2 separate regions of the Sus scrofa genome follow, and region 2 is linked to region 1. Evidence: chromatin contacts called from public Hi-C data. All regions are on one chromosome and are shown on one strand. Each heading gives the region's core, a stretch centred on a gene start, on an enhancer-like site or on the middle of the called end of the contact. The rest is flanking DNA. Distances are from core to core; before and after follow the strand shown.

The links. A called contact is a pair of places that touch in the nucleus more often than the background predicts.
Region 2: a Hi-C map of skeletal muscle shows a contact between it and region 1, with 4 times the contacts expected there. The contact joins the enhancer-like site here to the promoter of NEK7 in region 1. A contact is called at or near these places in 1 of 5 promoter capture datasets (liver), 6 of 47 Hi-C or Micro-C datasets (alveolar macrophages, embryonic fibroblasts, heart right ventricle and 2 more) and 2 of 2 datasets of contacts at active chromatin or transcription factors (alveolar macrophages and skeletal muscle).

Annotation. Positions count from the first base shown.
Region 1 is chr10:20,961,640-20,968,356 of Sscrofa11.1, forward strand. NEK7 (serine/threonine-protein kinase Nek7) reads left to right here and starts at 5,021. Exons shown (of 10, transcript XM_005667989.3): 1 at 5,021-5,289.
Region 2 is chr10:21,067,123-21,073,490 of Sscrofa11.1, forward strand. The region is part of intron 5 of NEK7 (serine/threonine-protein kinase Nek7); the gene reads left to right. Among named protein-coding and RNA genes, the nearest start is that of NEK7, 100 kb to the left of the region's middle. Within about 2 kb of position 2,974, at least 8 of the 83 cell types and tissues checked have an H3K27ac peak or open chromatin away from gene starts, as enhancers often do. A contact at or near this core is called in skeletal muscle, where this site is marked.

The DNA.
Region 1 (6,717 bases), core at 3,771-6,270:
ATAAATGTCTCCATTATTTGAATTTTACCCGACAGTGAATTCAATGGCAGGATTATGGAGGATGTTGAGACTGTTTATGATTAACTAGGCTTGTTGTCATAAAGACAAGGAGAGCCTGCTTTTGGTCTATCTTTGAGTTTGATGTGGCATGATTCCCAACTGGTTTTCCTCACATCCTGCATTTCCAAACAGAGTGAACATTAACTGGGCAATTGAACTGCTGAAGACATCATGACTGAGGTATTTTTAAAATGCATTTCTGTCCTTAACTAGGTCAGCTGCAAACAAAAGATCAAAGCAAGGTATGTTTTAAGCAATAAAGGCTTAAGGCGGAACAAAGAGGGATAGGACAGATGGAAACAGTGCTGGGTTCAACTCTTCATTTGCTAGGGATGGATTTTGCTAGGGATGGGCTTTGCTAGGGATGGGCTTTGCTAGGGATGGGCTTTGCTAGGGATGGATTTTGCTAGGGATGGGCTTTGCTAGGGATGGACTTTCGGATCTTTAGTCTAAGGGCAGCCTCTCAGTTGAACAGGGTGAAATCCTAGCAGTAAGAAGAAAGACCTTAGTTTTTACTTTCTTTCCTCTGTAGGAAAAAGGCAATTGCTTTGACTGCTCTGACATGTGTGAATGTGGTACATCCGAGGACAGAAATGCAGAGCGCCAAAGAGGGAGAGGGTGACCGAAATTGGACAGGACTCTTCAAGCCCTTCCCATTCCTCTTTGGGAAACCGCAGGGTATTTGCAGCATGCTTCTTTCAGGGGTGATCACACGCACACAAACTATTCCAGAGAAACTTGCACGCCTTACAGTTATTTTTAGGATTGGATTGTTCGATGACCAGGGCTGCCAGTTAGCAGAGATCAATGAAATTACCACCCGACGTGGAGTAAAGGGTGTCCTGGGAAATGGCCTCAGTTTGGCTCCGCATCAAGGACAGGGTGTACGAGTGTGAAAAGGGAAATCATTCCTGAGCATATTTCCTTCATTGCTTTGACTCATTGCCCACTGCATATTGACCCTTTGGCTTTTGTCCTTAGGGTCAAAAAGCAGAGACTCAGCTGAATTCTGCTGACCAGATGAAATCATGATATAAATGTAAACTGCGAGTTTTGCTCTTTCTTGTTTTGCAACCAGTATAAAATAGTAGAGTTCCCTGCATTAAAATATCTGAATATATATTGTATTGACATGTTTTAAAAGTACTGTAAAAACAGCCAGGACAAAGCCTCTGCCATATGCTGCTATTTTTAACCACGAACTGTAGTCTCGAACTACAGAACTAGATGACGGGGACATTGCAGAGCTGTCTTTCTGTGATTTTGAATTCTAGGGATTGGATGGGAGGATAATATTAAGGCTGCTTTTATTGTTTGAAAGGAAAGTTCATCTACATGAACCATTACGAATTACCAGCAAGGGGCCAAGAGAGTGAAAAGGTCACTTTCGTATATTTTTCGTGAGGACCTGCACAGCATGAGAGAGATTTATTTTCTGCATTGTACAGTGACCACAGCCAGGCTAGAGGAAAGTAAGCTCCCTGCACTTGTCTGCAGTCTGCACTTTGACCGGCTCCTCTTGGCCCAGGTTAGTCCAGACATTTCAACAGCTTGACTAAGCCTCATCGCCATTCAGCTGTCAAATTTGGTGGCTGCCAGTATCACTAGTAGCTTTTCAAGTACACCTGTTGCCAGTGCTATGTATGAGTCAAGAAGACTGGACCCTTCTGGTCTATCCCACTGGCTAGGATCTCTTTCACAGGACATTTTTTTTTTTTTTGATTTTTTTTTAGGGCTGCACCTGTGGCATAGGAAAGTTCCCGGGCTGGGGGTCAAATCGCAGCTGCAGCTGCTGGCCTACCCCACAGGCACAGCAACGCCAGATTTGAGCTCCATCTGTGACCTACACCATAGCTCATGGCAATGCTCAAATCCTTAACCCACTGAGTGAGGCCAGGGATCGAACCCACATCCTCATGGATACTCTTTGGATTCATTACTGCTGAGCCACAATGGGAATGCCTGAGAATTCCTTTTAATAGGACTTCATTATCCTTCATCAGGAAAACATTTTTTCTTTCTAGCAAGCTTCTCTCCTGACAGAGAAGTTGCACTGACACTGAACTGGGTCTGGGACATCTGGCCTGGATTAATCTACAGTCCAAAAGTGGTTTTGAGTATGAGCACCACCTCTAATTTGTATTTTTAATTGTGTGGGGCCAGCAGAGCTATATGAATAACAAAACATGCTGACTTTTGTAAACTGCAAGTGTCATCGTCAAATACCACTTGCAGCGAAGTTAATCTGATAGTTAATGGTATGTATTGCATGGTAATTAGGTATAAACACCAAGTAGCATGTACAAAAACTATAATTAGTGCATTTCAAGGAGCAAGCCAGCATTTTTGGAGCAAGCTTGGTGGGGAGATGAATAAACAGAAAAGCAGTTAAAGCTGGATTCTTCTCTGACGACCCCTGGACCAGAGGACGCTTTTTGGCCAGAGCACTTGACCCAGGTCAGGAGCCCAGGGCAGGTGGACAACTTTCCCCATCAGCATGGAGGCAAAGAGGAAAAGCCCTAGAGAGACACAATGTTGTAAATCAACTATACTTCAATGAAAAAAATGTCCTAAGAGAAAGTGCATTGGATTTGGACAGCCTTCACGACTTCTGCAATGCTGTGTATGATTTAGCTATAGCTTTGTAATCTTTTTGTCTTTTTGTCTTTTCTAGGGACGCACCTGCAGCATATGGAGGTTGCCAGGCTAGAGGTCGAATGGCAGCTGCAGCTGCCAGCCTAGGCCACAGCCATGGCAATGCCAGATCTGAGCTATCTTCCAACTATATCACAACTCATGGAAACTCCTGATCCTTAATCCACTGAGCAAGGCCAGGTATTGAACCTGTGTCCTCATGGCTGCTAGTCAGATTTGTTTCCACTGAACCATGATAGGAACTCCTGTAATCTTTTAATGTGAAGAAACGGGACACACAGGGATGATTTCAATACTCTGGACATCACATAGCCACTGATAGGGTACTCTGAGGGCTTCCTGCGTGCCTTTTTTTTTTTTTTTGCTTTTTGCTTTTTAGGTTCACACCCTTGGCATATACAAGTTCCCAGGTTAGAGGTCGAATTGGAGCTGCAGTGGCTGGCCTACACCACAGCCACAGCCACAGCCACAGCAATGCAGGATCCCTAACCCAGTGATGAGGCCAGGGATTCAACCCACATCCTTATGGATACTAGTCGGATTTGTTTCCACAATGGGCACTCCCAGAGTGCATTTTGATCCATTTCCCTATCCGTCAGTGTTCATAAGGGATATATGTTTTCCTTCTACCAACGAAATATCTGGTCTGTTTAGAAATCTGTAGTTTATTGAAATAGCACTGTTTTATTGATTGGATCTATATGCATTTCTAAAAGGTGGTACAAAAGTTGGTTAAAAAATTTAACCGGGATGAAATGTCTTTATCCTGGGAATATCTGGTTATTTTTCCTGCCAGGTGTGCCTGTGTAGGACTCAAGTGACATGGTTCTTATTTGACTGCTTTTGATTTGGTGTGACCTGACAGAGCGACCTGGTTCAAATGACAACTTCATTGGTTTCATCCTTGTCTACTTTCTTACCCCCATATTCAATCTATTGGCTGTATCTTAGAAATCTATCTGGCACCTGACCGTTCTTACCACCTCTGCTGTTAGCACCACGGTCGAAATCATCAATATCTTTTACTTGGCTGTTACAATGGTCTTTTAACTGTTTTAGTAGTTCCTACCTTGTGGTCTGTTCTCCACAGCGGAGTTATTCTCCACAAAACCAAGTCGGATTTGGTCACCTCGCCCATGGCTCTCCCTTCATACCCTGCTTTATTTTTGAGTGAATCACCATTTGACATAATATGCCTTCATTGGCTTGTTATCATTATTATTTTCTACAATATGAGGTTCATGAGAGCAGGGACTTTGTATCTTGGTACCTGTTTTATCTTTGTTCCTTAGAACAGTGCCTAGCAAATTTATGAATACTTTATTAGTCACTGAAATCAACAGCTGCTATTGACATCTTGAATTATCGTCTTTCGAAAATAAACCTTTGAAATCTTAATTCCATAGCTTGAATAGTTTAAGCATTTGAGCTATAATCTACTCATTCTTGGCTCCCATCCCTTGGACAGGAGAGCCAAACTAGTGAACTGAACCTAGGACTAACAGCAACTACTCAATAAGCACTTACTTAAGGATGTTGTCCTTAAGCATTTTGCTTTATCTAATTTGATGCTAGCATAGTCTGAGAGACAGGTATTATTACTGTTCTCCTTTTACAGCTAAAGGGACTGAGGCTTGGGAGAGATGAATGTAAAAATAACCCCTAAACTGAGATTAGAATCAAGGTGTGGTTGACTCCATACTACCTCCTAGCCCTGTCCTCTGGTAGCGCGTCTCCGGATATTAAAAGAGTGAAGCATTCCTTTTGCAGGGCGGTGTACTAGAGTTCTGGGATATAATTCCTGCCCCCCTCCCAAGAATCCTATGACCAAACCAGGTAGCTCTCCTTTCAGAATGGCCCTAAAAGCTACTCCTCTAGGCTGCGTCTCTTACTTTAACGCAAGTTTTTCTTAGCACGGACGTAGTTTCACCGCCTAGGAAAAGACGGAATCAAAACGCTGTGATCCAGGAGAAAGCGAGGTTGCCAATTCCGCTCATTGCTTGCAGAAGGGGGCATTTAAACATAGTTTTCAAAAAAGCAACAGACCCCCAGTTGGGAGGGAAGTTGGCCCGAAAGAGGGGAATAGGGCTGGACGCGCCCTGCAAGGCACTGGCCAGACGATAGGAGGGGCTCCCCCAGAGCCGCCTGGGCTCCAGCCGGGAAGCGGGGGGCTCATTCCGCAGAGGCCAGCGGGCAGCGGGAGCGCAGCGGCGGCCAGAGCCGGGCTGGGGGGCGGGGCCCAGGGAAGGGCGTGGCTGGCGCGTGCCCCGCCCCCTCCTCGGGGATGCCGGGATGTTTACACTCCTGACAGCGGCGGCCCGCGGAGGAGGAGCGGGAGTCGTGGGAGGATGGGCCGCCGCTAGGCTCGCGCTCAGGACGCACCTCGCCGTGCGCAGGGTGGGTGCCCGCGCCTGCAGCGTCCGCGGGGGCGGCGCGGCGGGAGGTGGCCAGCGCTCCGGGCCTCGCAGCCACAGCCCCCGGCCCAGCGGGCCTGTCCGCGGCGCCGCCCGGCCGAGCCGCCCGGCCGCCCGGGGTCCCTCGCGGGCGGGAGAACGGAAAGCTCTCCTCTTCCTGGTGAGTCGCTGCTGGGGTCTTGGGCGCGCCGGCCGGGGCCCCGCCCGGTGGGGTCGCCTGCGGGAGCCGGGCGGGGAAGGGAGGTCGGGCCCGCGCACTGCGGCCTGGGGACCCCGCCGGGGTGGAGGAGGGCTCTGCGGGGCGCGCGGCCGAGCCGGTGGGGGCTTCGGTCCGGTCGTGGGCGGCGGCGGGAGCCTCGTGCGCAGTACGGCTCTGGCCGCTGAGGCCGCCACGGTAACTAAGAAACTCCGCGGCCGCGGCGGCGGCGGCGCAACAGGTCTCGGTTTCAGGACCCGAGGAACTTGGCGAAGTCCCGCCTCGCGCCTCCAGGCGCACGCTCATTGGCCGCCTCGGTTACTTATTCGGCGCGGATTGGTTGTGTCCAGATGTCAGGTTTCAGTCGAGCCGGACTGGGCAGAGCCAAGGTCTGGGGAGAAGTGGGTGGTGGGAGCCCTGCAGACAGGGTTTGAGAAGTGCGGGGAGTGTAACCGACCTGTTGGGAGAAGGAGCTTTAGTGGGCCTCTGTTAAGATTAGGAAACGCCAGAGAGAAGGATTTGCAAGGCAATAGTGAACATGGGTGGTGATAGTGGCAATGGAAAAGAAAAAACTTGAACCTTGAGGCCAAAGCCAGGGAGATGAAGGGGAGCGTCAAGAAAAAAGAAAAGTGTGGAGACCATATGGCCTCGGGTCAGCGCCAGGAAGAAAACACGATCTAGAAGAGAGATGCTGCAGTGAGGTCCCAAGAAACCCTGTTACCTCTTTCCTTTACCCTGTAGGCCTTGGGAGATGATGTGTTAAACAGATGAATCTTGTTCCCGCACAGCTGTAGTCTTTGTTAGGGATGGATACTAAAAATATACCTATTTTACGGTAAGCTACGCTTTCTTCCTGAAGCAGTGTTGGTGATGGAACTGAAAGTTAGAAATATATTGCAGAAATGAAATCGTTTTTCCCCATCTTTGAGGCTATTGATCATAAGGATGCAGTTGAAGCAAGCAAATACCCACAGTTGGTAGAGCTCTGTGTTCTTGTCGTAATTACAACCACTGTTTCTAATCCCTCCAAGGAATTTGCAGTTTCAAAAAGTAAGCACACTCTCTGCAGGATACAGCAAAGTGTCTCGCCAGGTCGCATAATAAAGAATACAGAATAAAGTACAGGATGTGCTTGTGTTCAGTCTGTTCCGTTCAGGAGCAAGAGCTGCTGCGGGTGTGGTCAAAGAATGGCATAGTACTTTCACTCAAAAACTTGGTGGTACGTTTGGGACAAGCAAACACGGAAAACGGTGAAGCAAGAGATAACACTTAACTGTAATGCTTTGTGGCAGTTCTTGCCGAATAGATGCCAGGTATTCTTGGCTGTAACACTTGATGAAGGCCAGTGCACCCAAAATGGTTAACATAAAACGTAAGCGATTTCATTTCCAG
Region 2 (6,368 bases), core at 1,724-4,223, 100 kb after region 1:
GGCTGCCATCTCTTCCCTGGAACCCCCAGAGCTTTTTAACTCACCTCCCAGCTCCCAGGACCTACCCGCAAGTCTGCTTCTGCATCCGTTTCTAAGAGAGAGGAGAAGGGAGAAGGAAAACAAAACAAAACCAAACCCTCTGCTTGCAAACCCTCCTGAGCTTCCTGTTAAGGTAAAGGTGTGTGCAGAGATTTAAGAAAGTGCACGCCCTCGGCCCAGGAGGAGCCCTCGCTTGTGGGTGTCCTCACGTCCCCAGTAATGTCCCCAGTGCCCAGCTGAGCGCTGCACAGAGAGGTGATCCGCGCATGCTCGGGGCCCAGGTCCACCGCCAGAGCTCTGCCCCCCAGCTGGGCTGGGACTCAGCCCTCCCCTCACACATGGCTTTGCTTTCTCAGGACGCCTTTGACCTCAGGCCGCTTTATGCTGTGGGTACCTTTGATGCACTCGTCTGACATCGTGCTGCATAATGGGATTGTGCATTTGTTGGTGGGATTCTTTTCCTGATGTCTGGATTTCCCGTGTGACCCAGAGCCCTGCCGAGTGCAGCCACAGTGCCTTCTTTCCCTCGGGAGGACCTGGCTGATAGTCACTCAGGAAATAAGTGGAGCTGTGTATGTATCAAAGTAACTTTCTTCACCCCTGCCACCCTCCTCTTCCAGGAGGCCCCAGTCGGCGTGGGTGGTGACTTAATGTCACACAGTTCCCACTGTTTCACACTACTGCGCTCCTACCAGGAGTCACTACGGTGACATGACAGGAGAAAGCATCCTGATTCAGGAAGGTTGGGAGGGGGGGTGTTGCCCTAAGAAATTCTAAAAGTGTTTTCTAAACACTCTAATTTTGTTATAAGCCATTCTTTATAGAAGAGGCTACAGGACGAAAAAATCATGGGAACTTGTTTTATGAAGGAACAAGATGGTGACTTAATGCTTTGTAAAGGACAGCAGTAGATCCTTGAGTTGTAAGGAACATGGTTTATTTCTCTATAGTGAGTGATATTATAAATCGCTGTGCATCACAACAGTATGTTTCACTGTCTCAACTCTTCAGCTTAATTGGGGTAGAAGAGGAAATTTAGCTCCTGGTCTGTATTCCAGAAATGAACCTCTGGATAGCATTGCATCAAAGATTTTTACAAGTAAATAATTAATGGATTTAGAGCGGGCTGACAAATACAATTAAGTAATTTATAGTTGAAATATTCAGTATTTCTCTAATTAGTGACAGAGGAATACCTGAGGCTGTGGTCAGATGAAATACTTCCCAGACGAGTTTTAGGATAAAAGGAAATCCAGAATTTTTCATCATATATTTCCTTCTTCCCCAGTAATCAGAATTTTAAAGGAGAAGACTCTTCCAAAACATTGGATTACAGTTTATCAAATTCTGATATATATGCTATATATTCTCTTTACTGTACCAAAAGTGGACCAGGGCATGTTCCATTTTGTAGTGTGCCTGTTTATTTCACTTTTTGTGGCTAAGAAACATATTTGGTGGTTGAGACAGTGCAGAGGCGATAATAGACTAATCTCAGAAATATACAAACAGGAGCTTTGGTTATTTCACTAATGATGCTGAGCTTCTTTTCATGTTCCTGTTGATTATTCATGTATCTTTTTTGGAAAAATGTCTACTCAGGTCTTTTGCCTGTTTATTAATTGGGTTATTTGAGATTTTTTTTTTGTGCTATTAAATTGTATGAGTTCTTTATATACTTTGGATATTAACCCCTCATCAGATATATTATTTATAAACATTATTTTAAAACATTGTGAAGGTTTTTTTTTTTTCTTCATGTTGTTCTTTTGCTATGCAGAAGCTCTTTAGTTTGGTGTAGTCATACTTGTTTAATTTTTATTTTATTGCCTAGCTTTGGGTGTCATATCCAAAAACATCAGTGCCAAGACCCACATCAAGGAGCATTTTCCTATGTTTTCTTCTAGAAGTTTTATATTTGTAGGTCTCTCATTTAAATCTTTAATTTATTTCAAGTTAAATTTGGGGAGTGATGTAAGATAAAGATTTAGTTTTGTTCTTTTATATTGAATGTCTGGTTTTCTCAGCACCATTTATTGAAGAGGCCATCTTTCTCCATTGAGTATTCTTAGCACCCTTGTCAAACATGAGTTGACTGTTAATAATTGGGTTTTTTTCTGGGCTCTTGATTCCATTTCATTGATTTATGTACCATACTGTTTTGATGACTGTTGCTTTACAAGGTAGCTGTGATGCCTCCTGCTTTGTTCTTCTTTCTCAGGATTGCTTTGGCTATTTGGGGTCTCTTGTGGCTCCATATAAATTTTAGCATTTCTTACTGCCCCTCTGGAGACTGATTCTTCTTGACTAAGTCATTCTCTCCTTCCTGGACTTTAATGGCAGAGTTTTAAAAGTTTACTGTGTTTAGGAATGAACTTTGTTTTTTTTTTATTGCTAATTACCACAAACCTAGCAGCTTAAAAGAACACAAACTTAATGCTCTCCCAGTTTTTGAGTTGGTGAGCTCACACTCTGGTAGGGGGTTCTGCTGGAGGTCTTAGAAACTGAACTCAGGGTGCCAGCTGGGGTTTAGGGTTTTCTCCCCTGTTCCCGGTTGTTGGGAGAATTCAGTTCCTTGCGGTTGTGTGACTCAAGTCCCTCCTGTCTTCCTGGTAGTCAACTGGAAGCCACCCGTGGGTCCTTGAGGCCTTGCTGTCCCCTGCCTGTGGCCCTCTCTGTGGCCTGGCAGTTTGCCCTGTTAGGGCCAGCAGGAGAGTCTCTGGCTTTGAATCTCTCTGAGTCTTTGAAGGGTTTAACCTGATTCGGTCAGGCCCACTTAGGATAACCTCCCTGTTGATTAACTCAAAAGCAGCTGATTTAGAACTGTAATTACATCTGCGAAATCCTTCCTGCCACAAAGATAACATAATATGGGGAGAGAGTTCATTGCACTCACAGCCCAGCTCACACTATGGGGAGGGAGTGGTGCCAGGACTTGAGAATGTTGAGGGCTGAGGTTATGTCTCAGGATTCTGCTCACCACAGGCTTTGATAAGTCAGCGAGAACATCAGCAGGGTTTTGGAGATAATGAATACCTTCAAATAGGTTCACTTTCTTGGTAATTTCTTTTTTTTTTTTTTTAAACAACTGCTGCACGCATATTTTTATTTGTACTTACCCAAATTTAGAGGCTCTCTTGGACATAAAATCACTTTGAAATGTCTTTTACTCTCTTGACCTTTGGATCCTTAAAGCAATAACATCTTCCCAGCAGCACCATCTATCTTTGCTGACTCTGATTTATGGTTTACCAGGGTACAGACACTGCATTTCAGCATCTGGCGTCTCCCAAGCCAGGCCACGGGGAGAATTGCCAGTGATTCCAAATGCGGTCTGTCTCCTGCTGACTCTCTTGTATGAGGCAGTCATCTGTCTTCAATATGACTGTAGAATTATTCCGAAGTCTTGAGGTTACCACGTATGGTACTGTGTGGAGATGATACACATAGGTGCCTTCACATGTGTGAAGGCACATACAGATACCATACAGATCTCTGTCCATAAGGTATGTATGTGTAGGTGTGTTAGATACATTTCTTTGTATAAAAACAGTGTTACCAAGTCAATACCACTTGCTCACTAAAATGTTTCATAGTGAAGTAGTATTGAACTTAGGGGTTTGGTTGATTGATTGATTGATTGATTTCTGCACCCGAAGCATGTGGCAGTTACCAGACCAGGGATCAAACCTGTGCCACGGCAGCAACAATAGCAGATCCTTAACCCGCTGCACCACCTGGGAATTCCTGAACTTAGGGATTGTAATACATTGAATATTATGTATCATAATGACCATTGTGTAACTCTCTGAGCATAATGAAAAAGTGGTGTATACATTTTTAACTGCATCGACCTGGGAAAAATTAAGATAATTTCAGGGGACTTTGGGCTGCTTACATCTGAAGGTAATATTGACTGGAAGCTGCCTTTTATAAACCACTTACCACCCCGAGCAGTGGTTCTGGTACCTGTAGGCAGTTAAGTGGAAAGAAGAGGTACAGTTTCCTGTCCCAGTTTTTTCATTCCGATTTCTATGGAGAGATTTTTACTGTCTCATTATTGTTCAGCTGTTTTCCTCGTCCTACAAGAATCTTGAAATATCTTTCTCACTATCTTGTTCTTGTCCGGTTGAACGTAACCAGAAAGAACTCATTAAAGAGGCGAATGTTCCTGTTTATCTCCATGACCTTCTGTCTTCCTGAAGATTGACTTTCTGCTTTGTTGTCTCCCCTTCTCTGTCTCTCATGCAGCAGACAAGACACCCTAAGTATTTCCAGGTATTTTGCCATCGGTTTTAGGAACATGGAAGCTTCTCTTAAGAATTATCCACATGGCAGCAATGCAAGCCTCATTCATTGTAGAAATTCTGATGTATTCATATATTTTCATTGATTTTTAAAAAATCCAGTTTCCTTGATGTTGATGTACCACCATTCAGAAGGCAATTTTTTTTGGGGGGTGGAGAGCATTGTGAGTTTATGGGAGCTTATTTTTCTCGTTTGCTGAATGATGTTTTCTTCCCTCCCCAAGATTAAGTGCTCAGAAAAAAAAAAAAATCTTTATCTATTTCACATTTTCTGTCATAAGAGAAAATATATTGTTCACTTCCATCATTAACCTATACAGTTTTGACTTTGGGGAACAAAGAGATTACATTGATAGTCTATTAAATTGTAATAGAAATAGCTATGTTCTCTTAGCAGCTTTTCCAACATTGCAGGAAAGGGAAAAGACTAGAGAGCTTGGCTGGAAAATATTTCTAGTCCTTTCCTGGCTGCCAGGCCTATCCTATTTACATCTTTCTTTCTTTCTTTTTTTTTTTTTTTTTTTAAGGGCCACACACATGGCATAAGGAAGTTCCCAGGCTAGGGGTTGAATCAGAGCTACAGCTGCCAGCCTATACCACAGCCACTCCAGATCTGAGCCACGTCCTCAACCTACACCACAGCTCATGCCAACTCTGGATCCTCAACCCACTGAGTGAGGCCAGGGATCGAACCCACATCCTCATGGATCCTAGTCAGATTCGTTAACCACTGAGCCATGACAGGAACTCCCTGCTTATATCTTCTAAAGCAACTTAAGATACCTCAAGATTGTTCAAAGTGCCAAGAGTGAAGATCTCACACATTGTAAATTAGTATTACCCAAAGTCGAATTGATACATAACTACTGTGCACATTTATGTAATTCCGGAAATTGTGTCTAGCAAGTACTTGTACAGTTGAGTTTGTTGAGACCTTCTTATACCTTTAGGAGAAAAATGTTTCCATAGAAAGGTTGACAGAGAAGAAAAATCACACTTAGAACTGTCAGTGACACTTTCAGAGGCATCCTGTCTCTTCCATCACCCAATCTCTGTGCATTTGGTTCTTGAAAAAAAAAAAAAAACACTGCAAAATGTAGTCTTATCAAAATGCATGGTAATTATAGAGAGGTTTAGGAAGCTCCTTTCTGATGGTAAGCGTGTGACCTCATTACAAATTTGTGACAAAGAGCTCTACCTACCTGTCATCTCAGATGAAGACCATTTATAGTCTTAACTGGACTGATGGGGGTCTCTGAGGTATTATTATTGTTGTTATTTTTGCTTTGTTTTTGTTAGCTGGAGATTTAAAAGACAGGACATACTGGTAAAATTAAGTATACTGAGGTGTGAAAATGTGCCAACCAGGCATTTATTATTTGTGTTTTATTGGTAACTCTGATTATGAAACCATAGGTTATATATTTTAGAGGGGCAAGGACCACATAGATCATCTCTGACTCTGTTTAATGTGATGGGGAAGCCAAGGCCCAGCAAGGTTAAGTGCCTTGTTCAAGGTCATACAACCATTACTGTCACGCCTCATCATCAGGTCTGTTCCTGAAAGGTGAATATGGACGGTGTGAGAGGCACATTAAACATTTGACAACACTCCTAAGCAGGAAATATTTCCTGATATTGAACATAAATTACTTCCTTCCTCTTGTTAGTTGTTTGGAAGAGATGGAAAACAGCTGGCGCCTGCGATTCCAGTTCTCATATAATTTCATTATTTCTCATTATTTAATTATCATTTCTCTTAATCTTCAAGAATGCCTTGCCTGCCAGGATTGTGTTTGTTGTTTCTGTGGTTTTGCTTCGAACTACAGCAGTACATTTCCAAAGAGTGCTTGATGTATAATTTCCAGGACCAGCTGCATAATCGTGGGTCCCTTGTTAACAAGTGGTTCAGAATTTCTAGGTGGTAGATTCCTGTCGTGGTGCAGTGGAAAAGAATCGGATTAGGAACCATAAGGTTGCGGGTTCAATCCCTGGCCTCGCTCAGTGGGTTAAGGATCTGGC